2 separate regions of the Ovis aries genome follow, and region 2 is linked to region 1. Evidence: chromatin contacts called from public Hi-C data. All regions are on one chromosome and are shown on one strand. The core of a region is the stretch at or near the end of the contact, and the rest is flanking DNA. Distances in the headings are between cores, read along the strand shown.

Region 1 (4,294 bases), core at 482-2,981:
ATCCAACTGTGTTCCTATTTCAATTTGTTTTTATTCTTCTAGGCTTTTCCCGTATGCATATGGGCATCCACCCATTTAAAAAATACAGCATGATAACATTACAAATACGCACTAGTGAACATCCCTGCACATATTCCTGATTTTACACATAGAACAAGTTCTTTGATGTGAAATTTTGAAGCCAAAGGTTTGTGAATTTTTAAGGTTCTTAACACATACTACCAAAACCACCCTCCAGAAATGTACCAATTAATATTCTACTAGCAGAAAATGAAAGTGCTTATTATTTCCTATTCTTAAACTCAGAATATGTTTCAGTAACTATAAATATTTAAATAGGTGAAAGTGGAATTTTGCTCATTTATTTGGTGTTCTGTGAACTGACTGATAATGACTTTCCAATTTTTCTACCATGAGAGTTCAAGCTTTTCCCTTTTGATTTATAATAGTTTTAAAACATACAATAGGTTTTAGGCATTTGCCATGGATGCATTCCTATCTCAAAAAACATGAGGGTCAAGTGCAGATAAGATAGGAAGATAGGAACTTACTAGCTCAATACACAATGCCACATAAAAACTACCATATAAAATCAGCTAAGAGGCATTATAATCAAATATAAGGAATTACTTAAGTGACTCCTATGCTTGTATAACTATAAGAAAAAAAAAGAACTGCCTGATTGTTCGTCAAGAAATACTGTTTTGCTTATAACTGTGACTTACACATTATTATATGCAAAAAATTCAATAGACAAATTAATTTCTGCAAAGTTTACATTTTTATTGTTTAGGGCTTTCCAGGCTCTCCATAGCAAGGGAAAGAACCACACTGTGGGGCTACAGGTCCTCAGTTTCTTTTTTTTTTTTTTTTTTTCCATACAACAAAGAGGTGTTTTAAACTGGAGGCTTCTTCGCTATCTTCTAGTTCTAACCTTCTCAAAGGCTATGAGAGGGCACCATGCTAATATGGCTAATATCCCAAAAGCGGATTACCAATATTAAGTTTCAAAGGCAAGAAATAGACTCAGCTATGATCCACAGTTCATATTACATGGAATGGTTGAGAAGCTCAAAACACGGACATAATAGTACACCAGTTAACAGAGAAATGGCTTTATCCTGAGATCCCTGCTGATACAGAACTCCACCACACACATGTATACAACAGTCACCATGTAACACTGGAAACTCGGATAGGACACGCTGGCCATTAAAGGATGCAAAAGATTGCAGTCATTGAGTTAAACACACAGCTTACCTGGAATATGACCACACGGAATTTGTTTTTCTTCATTATTTCTTCTTGCTTAGCTTCAACTTTTTTAACATGAGTTTGTTGCTTCTCCACCCGGGCCTTCACGTCTTTAATGTGAGCACTGACCTTTCGGGTTTTCTCAAACAACTTGTTAATGACATAGCCCATGTTGCTGTGTGACTGTGAAAACTTGAGCAGGTCGATCTGGACGGACTTGACGGCGTTCTCCATCACCCTGTGTCTCTCCTCTATCCTCTTCTGGCTGGCCTGCACGCTGTCCACGATGGCAGCGACTTTGTCCAGCACAGTCACAATGGTGAGAGCGGCATCTTGGTCTTCATCTTCTGTCACATTCGACAGGCGATTCTGGTGGATTTTATCAGCATTTGAAGCTGACCCATTATGCTCCATTTTAATTAGTTCTCAGTGAAAGATGTCTTACCACAATCAATTCTGGCACTGAGGGCAAAAAGTTAGCTTGATAACGGGCAACAGGGTTGCTTAAAGGGTTGGAAGCCCCACCCCTGGAGGCTGGTCAAGTATTTGTAACTACAAATACCCATAGATGACTGTTCTGCAATATGAACCCTCGCAAAGCACTGGGTGCTGTTCCAAACATGCTTACTGACTGACTAAGGGGCTCAAATAAGACTGTGTGGGTAGAAGAGGGAAGCTTTTTAAAAAGAAAAGTTCCCTAAAGCCACCGTGTTACTAATATTAAGCCTAGAAGCCAAATAACTAAACAAGCAAACTTTAAGTGATGGGTGAAGCCTTTTGCCTTTAGACAATTTCAAACATTATTTATAAAAAGCAACTGGGAATTTTGAACAGAAATCTGTTTTTTCCATTAATCTCACATATTAAATGTACTGATATATCAATATCAAAGAATGCAGTAAATAAACACACCAAAACAGAGGCCATATAGTGAAAACATTATATTATAACATGCTTTTCCAAACCAAATATTAAAATTAATATTTTGAACATATTCTTAAATTCTACATGCATACTTCTGAATACCTAAACTACATGTTAAACAGCTGAACACATTCTACTCACACTTCAGATCTTTAAACATCAACAATCTATTAGTATAGCTATCACTACAGAACAAATTTGGATAGAGGTCTGAGATGATTTTTAAGCTCACACAAAGAGCACCAATTGTTAACAATCATTTTTGCATTTTATTCACAAACACTGATACCATTGGTTTATTTATGTTAAAACAAATACTCTCTTTAAAAATGAATGTATATTAAAGTAGTTTAAATGACAGTCGGCTTTATTCCAATCTGCTTGTTAAACAGACTATTTTCACAACATCTAAGTCTACTTTTCCGTGATCCGTTTCATCATTGCTACCATATACTTTCAAAAATTAATTCAGAATTATTTTTTCAAAGAGAGGAATGATCAAATTCCAGTCCATACATCTTATAAATATTTTACATCTAACACACACAACTTTATATTTCATGCGATAGGCAGTGTCTAAAAAATCAGTTAATAAATCTCAAAAACATTGAAATGTCTAAACACAGTGTCTTCTAGATTTTTTTTTTTTTGTAAGAAAAGTAATCTGTAAACATCTTTACCTTTAGTTCATGCTTGGTCATTTGCTGCGGTCATTGTGGAAGAAGTGGGTATGACTTTGTAACCTTTTGTGAAGTGGTCCATCTTTGCAAAAATATTACATTCCATGGGTAAAGAACAAGTCTTAGAATTACCATGTGGTACAAATTTGTGAAATCAATTTCTGTATTTAAAAACATAAAACAAAGACTACTAAACAGTCCAAAACTGTTGTAGCTGAATATTCTAAATACGAGCCAACAGTACTACACTAAAAATGTCCAAAAATAAGGCCTCTGAAATAAATATTTCCATTCTTTAAAAAAAGACATAATAAATGTACATCACATGGTCAGTGTACATATAAAAGTCACCAGTTCAGACCATTCTGGATGACGTATCTGAAGTAAAATGACCTAGGTTTTGCTTCTGTCGTCGTCCTCTATTATTTTTAGGGCATTTTCTGTTAAGAAAAAAGGAAAATGTCATTTTGTTTAGGATATTTCAAATGTTTCTAGGTTAATACACATTCCACACATAAAGCCACATTGCAAATGGTCACATGAAACAGAAAGAGATGCGATTTGATGACAGACCATCATGTCAGACTGCCGCCTTTCCTACAAAGCTGGGAGGTAAGAGGGTTAGACATGCAATGCAGGTGTAAACACAAATGAAGCTCACTCCCAGGGCCTCCCACTGCATGTGCAACCCCAAGAGGAATAGCCACCCTTCTTCTGGCCTGGCAATTGCCAAACCGCAGTGACTGGTAACATGGAAACTTGTGACAGCAGAAAGGATCCTTACTTATGTACTTTCTCTGAGCATGACAACACCCTCAAAATGACAAGGACAGCTTAGATGAAGGAGAAATCAGGAAGAAATGTGCTTATCCCTCAAATCAGAAAATACAGGAAATGCCTAGTTATTTTAGACAGTAACTCAGAAGAAGTCATTCGACACCCTGCTGGGACAAACCACAAAACCCAGGACAGAACCGGGGGATAAGAGATACTTCTCAGTCGGCTCTCACAGTTCTGTGCATGTTTCTCTGCAGTGGTTTGAAGCCTGTCATGCCATGTGCCCACCCACTAGAATGTAAACGCAATCAGCTCTCACTGTGCACAAAGTGCTATACACTACACAACATGGAATAAAGGAAGCTGGATGAGCTCCAGTAATTCGGAGTTTAGGCTCTGCTAGAAACTAGCTGTGCAACCCCCTTTTTCTATAAGCAAAATATTAAGAGTTGGACTAACCTCTAAAATCTCTTCCAGCAAGAACTTTATAATCTACTGGTAAGAAAGTCTTGAGACAATGAGAACTTCCACCCTGAAGTTCCAGATTTTTACTCATTTTCCAAGAGCACTACTTTGTCTTGATGTAAAAGCCCTGATGGTGACACTTCCAGTTTACATACTGTTTTTCACAAATTTTACCTTACTTATCCTCATAAAAA
Region 2 (4,597 bases), core at 1,685-4,184, 290 kb after region 1:
CCGCACGCCCCCTCCCAGATTTGGGAAACTGAGGCCTAGAGGGGACGGACCAACCGTGGACACACCCATGACCATGAACCCAGCCCTGCCTCCCACCTGGGACAGGACGCACTACCTTGTCCACTTGGGCGGCGCAGAGCAGGTCGCGAGCCTCCAAGAAGGAAAAGATATGCAACAGTTCATGCAACCCCAGGCGCGGTTCCATGGCGCCCGCCGCCCAGGACGCCGGGGCTTGGCCACGCCTTCGCCGCGCTTCCGCCCCCGTAGGCCGAGCCCCGCCCCCGAGGCCGAGCCCCGCCCCGTAGGCCGGGCCCCACCCCTCAAGCTGAACCTCTTTCCGCAGGCCGCGCCCCGCCCAACCCGCCGGCTTCCGGCCGGCTGGCATAATTCTTGGTCAGCCGCGGTGCTGTTACTCCTTCCAGTAATAGCACGCCGGCTCCGCTTCTGTTAGTCTTCAGCTGGCTTTTGAGCTTCCCCTTGGCACTTGCTCTTGTCCTGACAGTAGCCCAGAACCTCGCTCACCCCCTTATACGGACATTCATCTTCGTTCTGACCTTCGCCCTTGCACTGACCCTTACACTGGAACTTGTGGCGCCCCTGCACCAAGTACCTCCTGAGCCCTTGCCCTGGTGCTGGCCCGTATCCAGACCTTGTCCCTTTTCTTCAGCCTCACCCTAATCATTGCCCTTGACCTCATTAGCATCTGACATCTACCCCACCCCTATTCTTACCCTCACCTGACCCTGACACACCCTAACATTCCTTCACCCCGAATTTTGCCCTAGCCATGGCTCTCACCTTCACAGTCACCTCCACAGAGACCCCCAGCCTCCCCCTTACCCTGGCACTGGCCCTCACCTAGTGTCTCCTTTGTCATGACCCCTGCCTTGGACCTGACCCCGGACCTCACTCTGGACTTGTCATGACCATATCAAAGATCAGAGTTAGTGTAAGGGTGAGGATCATGATCTAGCTCAGTGTCAGAGCAGTTAGGGTCACAGTCAGGATGAGGGTAAGATCAGGGACAGATTCATGAAGATCAGAAATAGGGTGACTGTCCAGTTCAAGGTAAAATTCTGTCAGGTTAAGGGTTAAGATCACAAAAAGGTCAAGGTCATGTCATTGGAATCAGGTTCAAGGACAAGATCAGTGTGAAGGAAATTTTAGATCCAGGGTTAGTTTCAAGATCCAATTCAAGTTTGAGATCAGTGTGACAGTCAAGATCAAGTTGTGCCTCCATTGCAGAGGGTCAGTGAGAGGATGAATGTCAGGATAAGAAAGATGGTATTTTGGGGATGAAAGTAAAAGTTGGGTTCAGGTTGACAGTGCATGTCCAGTTCTGAGTAGGATTCAGGGTCAAGTTGAGGGTGAGGTTGATGTTCAGAATTAGAATCAGTGTTGGATTCAGGGTCAAGATCAATGTGAGGATAATGTCAGTGTCAGGGTGAGCATGACATTATGAAAGTCAAGGTCAATTAAGTCAAGGTGGGGTTCCATTTCTACTCCTGCTGGCAGGAATTAAGTTCTCCTCCAACTCTCCCTTCCCTCCCCCAATTACATTGGCCCAATCTGCATAATCCAGGACACTCTTTACATCTCATTCCTTTAATTACATTTGCAAAATCCCTTCTGTGTGTAAAACAGCACATTCATAGCTTAGGACATGGGCATTTTTAGGGTAACATTAGTCTTCTTACCACAGAGTGTCAGAGTTTGGCTTGTAGTCAAAATCAGGCTTAAGTTTCAACGTGAGGATAGGTCAAGATGGAGGTGATGATTAGGCTGAGGATCAGAGTCATCATAATCATGAAGGGCTATATCACCCTGAAGTTCAATTTCAGGGTTAAGGTCTAGGTCAAGTTCAAGGTCATGATGGGATTAGGGTGTCAGTGGTGTCAGCCAAGTGTGAGTCCATGGCAAGATGAATGTCAGAACCAGAGTCATGATCAGGTTTGGGGTGCAGACTAGTTTCAGTTTCAGCTTGAGTACAGTGCTCAGACAGTAAAGTATCTGCCTGCAATGCAGGAGACCTGAGTTCAATCCCAGGGTCAACATGAGAAACAAAGTAAGATAAATATCAATTAGATAGTCATGGTTAAGGTAAAAATGAGAGCCAAGTTCAAGGACAAGGTTAAATTTTAGGTCAAATGAGGTCAGAGTTTGGAATGAAGGTCAGAGTCAATGCAAGATCAAAGCCAGGCCAGTGGCCGGGGGTGGGGGGTGGGTGGGGAAGGGGCTGCTGAAGAACTGAGTGAAGGTGAGAGTGAGGGTATGTGCCAGGGTCAGGGTAATAGAGTCAGGTTAAATTTAAGGCTCAAGGTCAAGGCTAGGGTCTGTGTCGGGGGTGGGGGTAAGGTTTATAGAGTCTTTGTGAGCAGAACTGGCTGAGTATCAGTGATCAGGGTTTGGGTCTAGACCCACATTTATATGGAGGTGAGAGATACCAGAAATTGAGCTAGACTGAAGCTTACTTAGTCTTCAGATGTGGCTGGACAAACACGCAGAAGCCAGATCCTTAAAATACCTTTAAAGTCACATGAGACACTTAAACTCATCCTTGCAAGCAACAACTGAGTTTACTGTGCTTTACCCTCAAAGAGCCTAGAGGGCAGTGATGGTGGCAGTTAGTCACCTCTGTAACCTCAGTGCTTGCAGAAGTTTATACATATGAGCACAAAATGTATATTTTGAATAAAAAACTGCTAGTAAGTTTCTCTCACTTGTCTGTTTTTAATCTGTCCATGAACAAACAGTACACTGTCTTATTTACTATAGCCCTATGATATGTCTTGGTATGTATCTGATACGGTAAATCCTTTCATTGCTTTTCTCCTTTTCTTCTGCTTCTCCCTCCTTTTAACCTTTTCATTTCCACATATATATTTTAGAGTTGGCTTGCCAAATTATTAAATAAGAAAGACAAAAGCAAGTTCAGATTGTTTTGATATTTACTGAATTAACAAATGAATTCCAGGAATGTCTGTCTTATTTGCAAGATATCTCTGAGCGAAGAGGATAAGGTGCACCCTTATCCTGAGGGTGATGCTGGTAAACCAGTTTAAGGTGTAGAGGGTCACTACGGGGTCCCCCACTTGAGCCATCCCTGGCCCTTGCCTTCTGCCACCTCACCTCTAAAAGGAGCTCTGTTACATGAAGAACCTAGGAAGCCCCCAAGACTAAAGTAGCCATGAATGGGGCCACTTTCCAAGTGACCAGAGAGAAACAAGGATCAAGAGATGATGCCACCTCGGCCACTTCTTTCTATATGAACTATGGAAGAGGGGCGTACGTCACATAGAACTATTCAGGGTTTTTATAATAAATCTCAAAGTTGAACTAGTGTTTAATGTCTGAGAACAAAATCAAACCAAACTTTCCTTCTCACTTGGGTTTCCAACATGAGGACATGGTAAACTCAGTGCTGCCTTAGATGGTTCCACTGGGACAATCCCTGACCGGTGGAATCCCTGATGATGACAGGCATGCAGTGGAACTCACTGCTTCCTTCAGCACACAGGTGGGAGGCCGACAGCACAGGTTGAGGGCGCCCTCTGCTGGGGCTGGATGGCCTCATCATCTGGCCAGGACCAGGGCCACTGTGGTTGAAATCAGGCTGGAGCAGAGAGTGGCTTGGGTTGTCCTTGGGAGGGGCAGGAAGTTGGGGGGACAAGCCAACAGGGCCTGGCCCTGCATCTCAGCCCTCCGGGATGAAAGGCCGAATCAGCTCCGGGTTCAACAGTGACTCCTCGAGAGGCCGGTCCACGTGGAAGTCATGGACGTGCGGGGGTCCTGGGTGGGCCTTGGGTGCAGGTCCCCCTGGGCGCTGGGGGATCGGCAGCTCCGAGGGGTGGACAGGCAGGGGAGCTGTGAAGAAGTAGTGGTGCAGGAGGGCCTGAGGGGAGTGAGAAAGAGATAGCAAAAGGAAATCGGTCACTGCAGCCTTCCAGGTTCAGCTCATTTCCCTCTGTGGGAGCAGCGGGGGATATGAATACCCCGGAAGAAATTTTCTCATTCACGCATTCTCCATTCAAGATGATCCCAACAGCTCTGAGTGTTCACTGTTTCAGCACTGCTCCAAAGACAGGAGATGTAGCAGTGAACTGAACAAAGAGCTCTGCCTTCAAGTCTTCCATATAGTCAGGGGCTGGACATGATTGAGCGACTAAGCACAGCACAGCACGGGGGGGATAAACAAGAAAAAGTAAGATAAACAGTGCATCAGATGATTGGTGCTGTGGGAAAGAGAAAGTCAGAGCGTGGACAAGGAAAACTAGGGCAGCTGCAGGCCTGAAGAATGGGAGGGTAGGCCCCAAGAGGTAGCACTTGAGCAGAGATCTGAAAGCTGAATGAGTGAGGCTCTGGGACAGAAGTACACAGACCTTAGGACCTGGAGGAGGCTTGAGGTCCCACGGAGTGAGCAAGGGGAAGGGAGCTGCAGGGTCACAGACGTGACGGCCCCACGTGTGTGATGCCTGTGGGCCACTAGGACCTGGGCTTTTTGGCTGAGGAGAGAGCCCTGCAGGGGAAGATGTGACAGCCTGCCTGGACAAGGTCCCACTCTCTGCAGGGTGGAGAGACTGAATGGGCAGGAGGAGAA

What was found. A called contact is a pair of places that touch in the nucleus more often than the background predicts.
Region 2: a contact with region 1 is called in a Hi-C map of skin fibroblasts, with 4 times the contacts expected there. The contact joins the promoter of LOC101123603 here to the promoter of CAVIN4 in region 1. A contact is called at or near these places in 2 of 16 Hi-C or Micro-C datasets (muscle and skin fibroblasts).

What each region holds. Positions count from the first base shown.
Region 1 is chr2:22,567,912-22,572,205 of ARS-UI_Ramb_v3.0, forward strand. CAVIN4 (caveolae associated protein 4) reads right to left here and starts at 1,732. Exons shown (of 2, transcript XM_004004049.5): 1 at 1,261-1,732. The coding sequence starts at 1,668. It overlaps TMEFF1 (transmembrane protein with EGF like and two follistatin like domains 1), which reads right to left. Exons shown (of 9, transcript XM_042242956.1): 9 at 2,181-3,298. The coding sequence ends at 3,214.
Region 2 is chr2:22,851,846-22,856,442 of ARS-UI_Ramb_v3.0, forward strand. It overlaps LOC101123603 (F-box/WD repeat-containing protein 12), which reads right to left and starts at 2,935. Exons shown (of 10, transcript XM_060409009.1): 1 at 116-2,935. The coding sequence starts at 385. It overlaps CDK20 (cyclin dependent kinase 20), which reads right to left. Exons shown (of 8, transcript XM_012115120.5): 8 at 2,931-3,892. The coding sequence ends at 3,695.